Linked DNA regions of Mus musculus: region 1 is linked to region 2. The links are chromatin contacts, called in public Hi-C maps. All regions are on one chromosome and are shown on one strand. The core of a region is the stretch at or near the end of the contact, and the rest is flanking DNA. Distances in the headings are between cores, read along the strand shown. Region 1 overlaps Cep128 (centrosomal protein 128). Region 2 has its middle 110 kb from the start of Gm26512.

Evidence for each region. A called contact is a pair of places that touch in the nucleus more often than the background predicts.
Region 1: a contact with region 2 is called in a Hi-C map of cerebellar granule neurons, with 2.5 times the contacts expected there. The contact joins two enhancer-like sites. A contact is called at or near these places in 1 of 484 Hi-C or Micro-C datasets (cerebellar granule neurons) and 1 of 9 other capture datasets (adipose tissue).

What each region holds. Positions count from the first base shown.
Region 1 is chr12:91,047,504-91,053,536 of GRCm38.p6, forward strand. The region is part of intron 22 of Cep128 (centrosomal protein 128); the gene reads right to left. It overlaps 5430427M07Rik (RIKEN cDNA 5430427M07 gene), which reads left to right. Exons shown (of 4, transcript NR_045858.1): 2 at 2,866-2,964; 3 at 5,388-5,454. Among named protein-coding and RNA genes, the nearest start is that of 5430427M07Rik, 4.7 kb to the left of the region's middle. Within about 2 kb of position 3,233, at least 14 of the 459 cell types and tissues checked have an H3K27ac peak or open chromatin away from gene starts, as enhancers often do. A contact at or near this core is called in cerebellar granule neurons, where this site is marked.
Region 2 is chr12:90,621,937-90,627,816 of GRCm38.p6, forward strand. No RefSeq gene overlaps it. Among named protein-coding and RNA genes, the nearest start is that of Gm26512, 110 kb to the right of the region's middle. Within about 2 kb of position 1,720, at least 3 of the 459 cell types and tissues checked have an H3K27ac peak or open chromatin away from gene starts, as enhancers often do. A contact at or near this core is called in cerebellar granule neurons, where this site is marked.

The DNA of each region.
Region 1 (6,033 bases), core at 1,983-4,482, 430 kb after region 2:
GGCTCTTCATGTTTGGTCAAACAAATGTTAATTTTAATTTCAGTAAGAGTCTAAAAATTAAGCTCTCAAGGTTCATGGGAGACTTTAAAAAGTGGAGTATGACAAAGAATGTTGGTGGCAGTATTGTGGCAGGTCAACAGGCCCTAGGAGAGGAACCACAATGGGCTCAGCAGAGAAGGAGTGAAACTCACGGAGCAGCAATGAAGAATGAAGACAATGAAGGAAGGCAGGCTGATGACAGGCTCCAAGGGATAAAAATCAGAGAAACCATTAAAGAGGAAAGAAACTAGCCCAAAGCAGTCACTGAAAGCCATTGTGGTGTGTTACTACCATCTGGGGAGCCAAACCTAAGGCTAGGGTGTGCAGAACTATGGCTACTGGGATTTCTGTTAAAAGAAAAACAAAAACAAAAACAACTAAGTAACTAAGTCCCGATTAACACTGAAATTTTGGAGGTAAGATTTAGAGAATGCCAAGACACTGAGTGTAACAAAACCAGGAGTTGAATGGAACTGTTCAGGTTAATAAGCTAACCTTTTCCCATTCATATACTGCTCTTGTGTCTGGTGACAGACATTTTAAAATTTAGAAAACTATTTCCCACCTAGGATCTCAGCCTGTGGGACATCTGGACAAGCACGATAGCAGAGATTGGGTTGGGATAGGCTGGGTGAGCTGCTGTGTGTAGAGCCACAATTGCTAATCAAGTCTCTAACTCCCCTGTACCAAATCCCAGGCATTCTATGAATATCTGGGCCCCACCTGACTTTGCCTGACATTGCCCTCGCGCTCCTTACACACCCAAAACAAGCAGGAAAAACTAACTTCCAAATAGGAACATTGAGGTATCACAGGATAAAATATGTTCTGAATCAGAGTGAGGATATATGCTCTGAATAGAAGAGAGTACCTCATAGAAAGCATGTGGCAGTCAGTGAGTCTACCTGCTGGACACATCATCTTGCTTGTGTCAGGTAGCAATGAAGCTGTCCTGGGAGGGACTTGCTCCATTTGCCTTCATAATGGACACATGGACAAGGGAGAGCTACTAGACAAAAATCATTGAAATGCCCCAGAAAAACACTCACAGAAAGCCAGTTAAGCAAAAGAACTAAGAGCACCCAGGAGGATAATGATGGAAGGGCCACTTTAATAGTTTGGCTTTTACTGTTTGATGTTCAAATATAATACAGTTAGGGGTAATGATAGGTTGAAATCGTCCATGAATGTTAAATAATTAACATGAGGACATCTAGGGTATTTATATTAATAATGCTAATAGTAACAATTTATACTGTCTACAGCCTTTCATCTGAGATCAAAGTTTATTAAAAGCCCAAGACAAAGTTTCTGAACACTTGTGAAAGTGGTATTAGAGCAGTTATGTAGATGCATGAAATAAAAAAAGATCAACTGAGGTGTTTAATACAACAGAACAAGCTCATGACAGAACTGGGACTGAAGTCTAGGGGCGTGTCAACATTTACAAGCAAGAAGCAAATGCAGATCAAAGCCACTTTGTGGAACTCTGTTTACCAATAAGTTTAGGGCACACCCTGAATATGGAAGCCAGCCCCATATCTCTCTATTCTTTCCAATAGCTCTGGAGAAACGAGTGACCAACATTCTTCCTTTCTCTTTGCGTGAGTCATAAGACAACCTAAAGAGTTCCCTCACCTGAATGTATCTACCCTCACCAGCCACAGCAGAGAATGCAGAATGGAAAGAACATTGTCACTAATTAGGACACAACTCCAGGTTTTGCCTTGCTCAGGAAGTCATTAGTTTTCTGGCCTACAAACGACCCCAGTACAAACCAAGGATGTGTCAGAAGGACAGTTAAGACTCAATCCAGTTTGAACATTTTCAAAAGTATGAGGTCTCTGGCCAAGAAACTAGTCAGCTGTTGCTGCTTCAAATGACCTATGTAGCAGGTAGAACATAGTAAGGATTTGGAAAGAATCCAGTACACATTATTTCCTGATTAAACCAACAGATTCTAACAGGGTGGACATTTCAGAGACCTACCATGTAACTCCTGCTGTACTAGACTTAGCTAATAGGAGTAAGGGGCTTCTATAATGTTACTGACTCCACCCCAATCATTACAAAAACCAAGTACACATGACACAAAGAGAATATTAATAACTCACCCAGGATCACGTACCTAGGTGTCATGACAACATGACTAGAACCTAGATATTCTCACAATTAGTCAAGTATTATTCTTACAAATATGTACCCATTACTGAAAAAAAGGCAATTATCACCTGAAACTTGTAATTTATTTAAATACATACACTAGATAAAAATGCCCTAAATCAGTTTTTTAAGAACCTATTTAAAAGTATATAAGATATACTACTCCTACATATGACATATTGAAAGTGTAATGCCATATTTTTTTTTTTCTGGCTGATTTACGATCTAAAGTAAATAGCTCACATCTCTCACATTGCAAGTTTACCAAGATATGTTCTTTTAAAGACAGAAGGCATTTCTTACGCATGTTACGTTTTTCAGAAAGATACTAGTACTTTGCTTTATAAAGTCTATTTCTGCTATTTTCACACTAGGAAGAAAGCATGTTTGACCCAGAGGATACAGTTCATTACTGATAGTGTGCAGCCCTGGACTAGAACACACAAGCAAGGCATTTCCTCAAGCAGCATAATTCTGCATCAACATCCGAAGGGAGGCTGCAGTCTGACCTGCAAACACAGTGCAGTTCCACACAGCTACGACCTTCCTTGCTGGGGAAGCCTCACTCTCTATGCAGTATCTCAATGACATATCCCCAACTCTGTACTTGTATGAAAAACCTGACAAGGCCATAAGAAACTTTTTTTTTTCTTTTTTCCCAAGCTGGAAGAAATGTTATATTTTTGGCTTGACCATCACCTCTTGCCATCGGTGTGACTATAAACAGGGCTGCTTGCTCCAGCAATGTTGCTGTACTTGACGGTAAGTGGTCTTCTTCTGGAGGCTTAACCCTTTGGAGTTGACCCCATTATTGGGAAAGACAAATGCTTTAATACTAATACATCGAGAACCCGGCTCCTGTGTTTGGGGAGAAGGTGGGCGAAGAAGAATGTCTAGATTGTTTCCCTCCAGGTCCCTCATGAGAGATTCATGAGATATTTCCGTCTGCCCTCAATGCGAATGCACAGAAGGTGGAGCAGCGCGGGAGCAGTGAGAACCTTGGCAGGACAGGCTGGGACAGGATTTGTGCAAAACCTTTTTCCGGTTTCAGTTTGAATGGGTTCCCAGGAAGTGTCAAGTCCAAACCAATCCACAATTTTACAATGCAGCTCGGCCAAGGCTGCTGAGCTTCACCTGATTCTGGGTCAAAAGCTTACAGAGCACACTGCGTTTTATTTGGTAAAAAGCCAATTGGACGGAACCTCTCAGGCAACTTCAATGAGAAGCTCATAGTCCTGGCAAAACCAAAAATGAACATGGCTTCATCTTGGGGTTTGAAACAGCAATTTTGGCCTTTGTAAAGAGATAAAGGCAACTTTCTCTTAGCTGCAGGGTCCTTGTAAATCCTGAAGGGAGGCCCTGAAATAAGGAACAAGTAGTGATCTGGCCTGATTCAGATTCACATACTCAGGCCTGTGTTTCCTGGGCACAGCAGGGGCACTGAGTAAGAACATTCACTCATTGGTGACTATATATTCCCAAGCATCCAGGGCACAATTCACTTTGTTAACAAAGGATGCCTGCTCTTCAACCACTGAACCTATGGGGTTCTGCACAAATGTCGTCCATGATGAATAATTACTTTATGATTTAGGGGAGTAGAGAAAGAAAACTGTACCAACTGGCAACTGGCTACCTTTAGGGAGGAGTACACATATGTGGCAGTATGTTATAACTTCCCAAAGGACATAAACCACACCCTGTGAATCTGGTATAAACACAGACTGAACACCAACATTCAAGGTCTCTTGTATATGTGTAGTTCAAGTATGTACCACTAATAACAGCAGCAAGGTCTTTACAGAATTGCTTAAAAGGCCACAGGTGTTTTAGAAATAATATTTCTCAAGATGTCAATGGGGTTTATGGTTTTGAATAGCTTCAGGTTAAAGCTCATAACTATATATCTAAAAACAAGATAGATTAGATGGTTTTAAGTATTCAAGAAACAGGCTGAATGCTAAGCCAACTCATAATTGCAAATCTACTTTCAGTCAATGGTTTTTCAAAAATTTAATTGCTTTCTAAGGTAATTATTTAAACTATTTAGGTCCCCAACACACACGCATACAGAGGTTTTTAGCATTATTTAGATAAGTCCAGGCAATTGCAAAGAGTTGTGTTTCCACAATAGTAGAATTTCTTCTCAGTATCAGTATCTGTGTACATGTTACTGTGAGTGCACACTCTGTAAGCATTCGTGTGTGTGTGTGTGTGTGTGTGTGTGTGTCACACATGTGAAGCCACAAAGCAACACCAGCTATCTTCAAATTACCCCACCCTTATTTTTTAAAGTAATTTCTCATGGAACCTGGAAGTAGATGTTAGACAGCCTGGACAGAAATGCCCAGGACTCTTCCCATTTGCCACCTCCCTTCCTATGTCAGCTATTGGTTCTCACAGGTACAGGAGAGCACACCTCGACGCTTATGCGTATGCATCAAACCTTGTATCAGCTGAGTCACTGAGTAATGTGTAGTTTTATACTTGCTTAAAAATGAAAATTATTCTGGGAAAAAAAAAGCAGGGAGTGACAACAAAAGCTCTCTATGATGACCTAAACATTGGAGATGGTGTGTGAAGGTAGCTAGAGCTATGCCCAGAAGTCAGCAGTTATCAAAGGAAATCTTACCTGTTGTTGGCCTTGAAGCCGAGAAACAATGCAGGCAATTTTTGCTGCAGTTGACTGCCTACCGGAACTAGGCAAGGCTTGATTTCAGGACACAGTGACATTTGGTGTGAAAGTTTCCCCCCTAGGAGGCAGCCCCTACAGTGCTCCATATGGAGCTATTTAGACTTTTGAGAGTCTTGCTCGGCTGGATGACCTGTGTGCAACAATACCAAATGGATGCAGAAGATGAGCTTATAGATACAAGACTGCTGCATCTGTTATGAGGGTAACCAACTGCTTTCTCACTAGATTTGAGGACTTCTTCACAGGGGCATTCAACTGTAAATCTGGTCAAACTCTCATGGGGAGGTCATAAGCCCTAGTGTGCAAACTGCTGCTGCTGTTCTCCACATGGACATGATATGGCTGTCACATTGCCTTCTGATAACTGTGTTCACGTATTGGTAAAGAAGTTTCTTGTTGCAGTGGCCAGCAGTGACTACAGAAAGATATAACTGATAGAAGACTACTCAATGTGCAGCCAAACATGGGGCTTCAATATCCTTCTCCACAGGGCTCAGGGAACATTATGGAAGAGAAGGCAGGAAGAATGCAAGATATGAAAGAAGAAGAGATCAGAGGTATGGAATGATGTCTTTCAGGAATGATAGGAAGTCATAGCAGCTGTAATTAACAGTACAAGGTCTGGACAAGATTGGTGAGATGGCTCAGTGTGTAAGAGCACTGACTGCTCTTCCAAAGGTCCTGAGTTCAAATCCTAGCAACCACACAGTGGTTCACAACCACCTGTAATGAGATCTGATGCCCTCTTCTGAAGTCAGCTACAGTGTACTTATGTATAATAATAAATAAATCTTTGGGCTTGAGTGAGAAGGGACTGAATGAGCAGAGGTGACAAGAGTGAGCGGGGCAGACTAGAGCAAGCAGAGGTCCTAAAAAAACAAACAACAAACAAACAAACAAAAAGATTGGGCCCATCAACACCTTGTCATGAAGTAGGGAAGCTCTCATGAAGCTTAGCTCTTTCTCAGGAATATATAAGTTGCTAACAGTTGATGTAGCTGATCAAGGAGCCCAGGTTCCTGAAAACTCCAAAGGCAACTCATTTGGATACCAAGGAAACATATGAAAACTCACAACTAGCAACGTGCAGAGAGTGAGATATCTTGGAACACTCAGTCTTAAATGGGATGTCTCCA
Region 2 (5,880 bases), core at 470-2,969:
GTGCCTACTTAGAGCCTTCAGCCCTACATTCTGGACTGTGGCACAAGAGTGTACTCTACAGGCAATGGAAAGAGCAACCTAGATGCCAACTCAGCCACAAAACCCTCAACCTATCATCTGTCCTTCATGAAAGATGTGCTAGAGCAATGGCGGCACAGAACTTGTGAGAGCAGCCAACTAATGTTTGCTTTAACTTGAGGCCCAGGCTTGAGAGGGAAATCATGCCCTATATTGACTGATGGCCAGGATCCAGAGACTGGATAGCTCAAAGACCTAGGGCAGAACCACACCACTGGGGAAACAACTCAATGAAATTAGTCCTAATGATATTCTGCTGTACTTGGTGCCTTGTCTAATCGTCATCTGAGAGGCTTCCTATGGCAGTAGGTGGGAGTGGGGGTAGAGGCCCACAGTCAGACATTATGAGGAGAGAGCGTTTAATGGAGGGATCTATCAAGCGTCTCCTCCCAGAGACTGGGAAATCCCGTGAAAAGGGAGAGGGAAACTTGTACGACAGAGGGGATGTAAGACACCAGAAGAACATGGACCCCTGAGGCTCAAATGAACTCACAGAGACTAAAGCAGCAAGCATGGGCCTGCAAGGGGAGTGGCTCTGGGGGAGAAGGAAGTGGGGGGGGGGTACTGGGAGGGGTGGAGGGAGGGGAAACTGTTGTCAAGATGCATTATGAAAGAAGAATCTATTTTCAATTTTTAAAAACTGTGCTGAGGCTGATAAGGTCTACGGTGGAATGAAATGTTACCTATGAGATTGTGAAGAAGAAAAACAATCCTTTCTTTATAAATTATGACTGATAGCTTGGTGTTTGTGTGGGACTTCGAACAATAGAAACAGGTCTGTCTCTACCTCTTTTGTAGTGCTTAAGACTTTTCTCCTATAAGTTAGTTGTGTCCAGACTCTATATAAAGGCCTTTTGTCTTGTCTTATTGTATCTTGTTTCGTACTGTTTGGCTGTTAGCTCTTCTTGAAGGCCTGCTCTTTTCTGAAGAATTGGAGGGAGAGTGGATCATGAGAAAAGGAAACTGGATGGTGGGTGCTGAGAGGAGTCAGGGAAGAGAAACTGTGGTCAGAAGAAGAAGCGATTTTCAATTTAAAAGGAGGAGGTAGTATGCTGAGGTTCATAAGAGCTACAGTGGAATGAAGCTCCTACCTGTCAGACTGTAAAGAGGAAAAAAGAAACCCATGCTATTTTGTGTTGATAAGTCAAAAATGATATTCATAGTGTGTTTTGTGTGTGTGTGTGTGTGTGTGTAAGAAATAACACATCATATAAATGGGTCTTGATTCTATTCATTTTTTCACATATTATCAACTCTTTTTAATTTAATTTTATTTTTTTTACAGAAAAGTAACTTGAGATTGAGAAGAAGAACTGTTTCAAAGTTTATCATGTTCTGAAACAACATGCCCCCCTGAAGGCTTCATAGCATACCATTTTAGGTGCCACTTACCTCTTTTTTAAATTGATAGAGCTTTCTGGCTCTGAGAATCTCTCTGGCCACATGGAATTTATTCCACGTGTGTTAGCAAGTGGCAGTGAATAATACCAGATCTAATATACAAAAGGCTTGCAATAGCAAACTCCTTCCTGCCAATTTTAATAGCATTAAAATGATTGCATGCATGAAACAGATCTGCTGGCTTTGATCAGCTGGACTCTGACCAGGTTCACCTTCTGTCTGCTGCAGGCAGCCAAACCTATGTAGATCTAAAAAGAAAGATTGTTGGTACTAACTCTGGCCTTGTGATCTTCTATTACCCCCATTAGACTCAATCCTGGAAGGCCATCTTTCTGATCATTTGGAAATGGGCAGCTGTACGGTAAAACACAGGAAGCTACCACTTGGGGCCTTATAAAACCAGAGATGAAACTGCAGTGAAGTGTAAATGAGGCAGACAACCCCATTTGTTATTATACACATAGAAATTAGTCAGATTTTATCAGAAGCAATACGAAAAATATAAATTGTTCTGGGGAGAATTGTTTGGGGGGGTGAGATGTAAAAAATATATATATATATATATCTAGAATTGATTCGAGTTTAGTGGGCACAGAAAAGAACTGGCTTCCACAGGAGTGGGTGCCCTAATGGGAAGAGGAAGAAATGAAGATGAAATCCACTCTGCAAAGAGCCCGATGATATCACAGCTCTCTTCTTGTCACCCCTCCATGCTGAGAACATGGAGAAAAGACAGATGAGATGCTCCTCTGAGATGGAGCAAACTGTATAGGACAAAGAATCTCTGTCCTCAATCTTTGGAAGCTTGTAGCGCATATTAGGAATCATTGATATTGTTCAGTCCTTAAATTTTATCTAGATCAGTAGTTCTCTTCCAACTCTAAGAAATTTTAATATGTGTGTATGTGTGTGTGTGTGTGAAAGAGAGAGGGGAGGGTGGGGATTTCATACTGTTAATTCTAGAAGTCAGAAAATTAGTAGAGCTTTGGAAATCACTGACCACAATTCCCATTTTCAGAGTATAAAAACAATGAAGTCACATGGCATTTTGAGATCATACGAAATTTGATATTAATTATCTTGTACCAAAGTGTGCATAAAATTTTTTCATCTTTTTTCCTTTTATATAAAATAGATTTTTTTCTCTTATAATGTATCATGATTATAGTTTCCCTTCCCTCACACCACTCAGGTTTTCTTCACCTCACATTCCATCTGGATCGACCCCATTTCTGTCTCTCATAAGAAAGCACAGGCTTCTGTGATACAATAATAATATATAATATATATATTCCAACACATTGGAATTTGACAAAAAAAAAAACAAATACAAAAAACAAAACAGAAGAAATAGAATCCAAGAGAAGATACAAGAAACAGAAAGCTACTCACTCAAGATTCCCATATAAACACTAAACTGGAAGCCAGGATATATAAGCAAGGAAGCTGTAGGGTTAAAAAAAGAGAAAAAAATAATAATTAATAATACTTTTTTAAAAAGGAAGAGCTGAGATATGACATTAAGAGACAAGAACCTTCCAAAGATATCTTTGACTTCATTTTTTCTTGGCTGTCTACTGCTGGGCATGCAGCCAAGTGAGACTCCCTTGGAAGACACTAAATTTCATTTACAAATTCCTATCAATTGTAGATAGCTTCTTGGTTAGGAATGGGGCTATGTGTCCATTTCTCCTTTTATTAACTCTGTGAACCCAACAGGTGTAGATCCATGCAGGCCCAGTGCCTGAGGCATCTGTCTCTGTGTTCCTGTGTGCACTGATCCTGTTGGTTTAGAGAACCTTGTTTTCTTCTCTGGTTCTTTTGCTCTGTCTGCCTCCTCTTCCAGCAGGTTCCCTGAGCCCTTAGAGACATTCCATTCAGTGCTGAGTGTTCTAAGGTGTCATACTCTGCTTATTGTCTGGCTGTAGGTCTCTTATGCATTCCCACCTACTGCAGAAGGAAGCTTCTCTGGTGATTGCTGAGCAAGGCAGTAATGTAGGAGCATAGTATGTCATTAGGATTGATTTTTATTGCTTTTTCCCCTTTAGACAGTCGTATTTACTTTTACCCTTGGTTCCTGGACTATCTATTCTCTGATTTTTGGTTGCCCAAACAGCGGGGAGTATGGGTTCCATCTGTGGTGTGGGCCTTAAATCAAATCAGATATTGGTTGGTTGCTCTCACAGGCTTTGTGCCATCATTGTACTAGAATAAGTTGCAGGGAGTACACCATTGAAGTTCAAAGGATTTGTGGCTGGCTTGGTGTTTACATTTCTCCTCTGGTAGTTCAAAGACACTACCATACAGAAGTAAAGGCTCTATGTGAGCACCAGCTAAACATGTTCATGTTTAACGAGATGTGTAGGTATTGTCTTCAGCAACAAAGCAGTGTGTTCAATTCATAAAAAGCATCCTATAGACTTTGGGATGTTTGGGGATTCCCATGAGACCCCTTTGGCCAACCAATTACTTGTAATCCAATCCTGGTACTAGAAGTTTCATTGGTGACAGGGATGACCAGCTGGGGATCTGCCTCCCCCATTATTTATTGATTTTATGTAGATTGATTTCATATATGTATCTATTTTAGGAAGTTTCTATTGTTTAGATTTCTATACTACACTCAACTGTCCCTTAATTTTAGCTGTCTCCCTTTGTATTCATTCCATTGTCCCCTCTCCCTAACTCCTCTCCACTTGATCATCCCATTTCAGTACCCTTCCCTGACATGCATTTATAAATATCTATTCTATTTACATTTCATAGGGAGATCTATCAACTCACAATCCCTAAACCTCAGTCCCTTATACTATACCTAGTATCTACGGTTCTACAACTTGTAGCTTGGTTATCATTGACTTAACAATTAATAACCACATACAAGCTAATACATACCATATTCCATTGTAGAAATTCACCACATTTTAAAAACCATTTCATCCACTGACAGACATCTAGGCTTTTTCTAATTTCTGGCTATTATGAATAGATCAGCAAATGAACATGACTCAACAAGTAGGAGGATAGAGTGATCTGTGACTATATACCCAAGAGGGGTAGAGCTGGAGCTTGAAGTGAATCAATTCCCAACATCCTTAGGATGACCACACCGATTTCCATAGTGGTTGTACAGGTTTGCACCTCTGCTAGCAATGGGTGAGCCTTACCCTTACTCCATATCCTCACCAGCATGAGCTTTCCCTTCCTTTGTTGACCTCAGATATTCTGACAGGTGTAAGCTGAAATCTCAGGTGTAAGTGCTCTGCACGTCCCTAATGATGAAGGATGCTGAACATTTTGTATTTTTCTCTCATCATCACAGCTTCTTCTCCCTCAACTCCAGTTCCTCTGGTCCCATTCCCCTATCCTCCCCGCACATCTTTCAAGCACGACAGGTGGGAGGTTGAATATTTTGTAGATGGGTTAGTGTGCCAGTCCTAATATTAGAAGCCATGTCTGATTACATAAGATGGTTGGTTAAGGCTCTGTATCCTTCAATACTTGGAGTCCTCGTTAGGGTCACCTTCATAGGTTTCAAGTAGTTTCTACTGTACTAGGATTTTACTTAACCCCTCCCTCAAGAGCTCCCCAATTTCAGTAGCCTTTCCTTGTGAGTTACTAGGGACTTGTTGCTGTATTTGGAGACTGGGAGAAAGTGGATAAGTTTGGAGAAGAAAGGTTGAAGGGAAGATCTGTGTGATACACTGGAGATGGAGGGGTGAAGACGGGAAGCCATAGCAGGTGTTCTGCCAAAGAGTCGGGGATAAGACTGGGCAATTGGATATTAAGAAGAGTAGTGATAGGTGAAGAGCTGCAGTTTGCCTACCTGCTTTCCTGGCAGGAGTGGCCTACATGTTACCAGGAATGCCTTCCACGAGTGGAGGTTGGAATATAGCAATGTAGGGGATGTTTGGAAAGGAAGACATATGTGATCCACTGGATATATGGCATGGGGCAAGGCTCTGCATCAAGTGGTCTGCTACAGAGCTGGGGATAAGACTAGGGCCATTGGATTCAGAGGTCAGCAGGAAGAGGTGAAATCTTCAGCTAGCCTACCTGCTTCCCTGGCTGAAGTCAATTATACATATAAATTAAATTATAATCAAAAATAACAAAATTTTAACAACATGCCTATATAAATTATCTTTAAAGTTTCTTTGATCTTCTCTTAAAACCAAAACAAAAAGTATAGATTGTATCTAGTTTTAGGAAAATTTAAGTGGAAAATCTAAAGATAACCAGTAAAAAAAAAAAAAAAATCCTTTCTTTCTTAAAATCTATTTACCTCAGTGATCTTTTCTATGACAGCTTTTTCTTCCAGAAGCACCTAAGATATTTTAAAACTAAATTTTGGAATAAAACACAAATTCCAGAAGAAAATGCTGTGTAGAATAAAACATT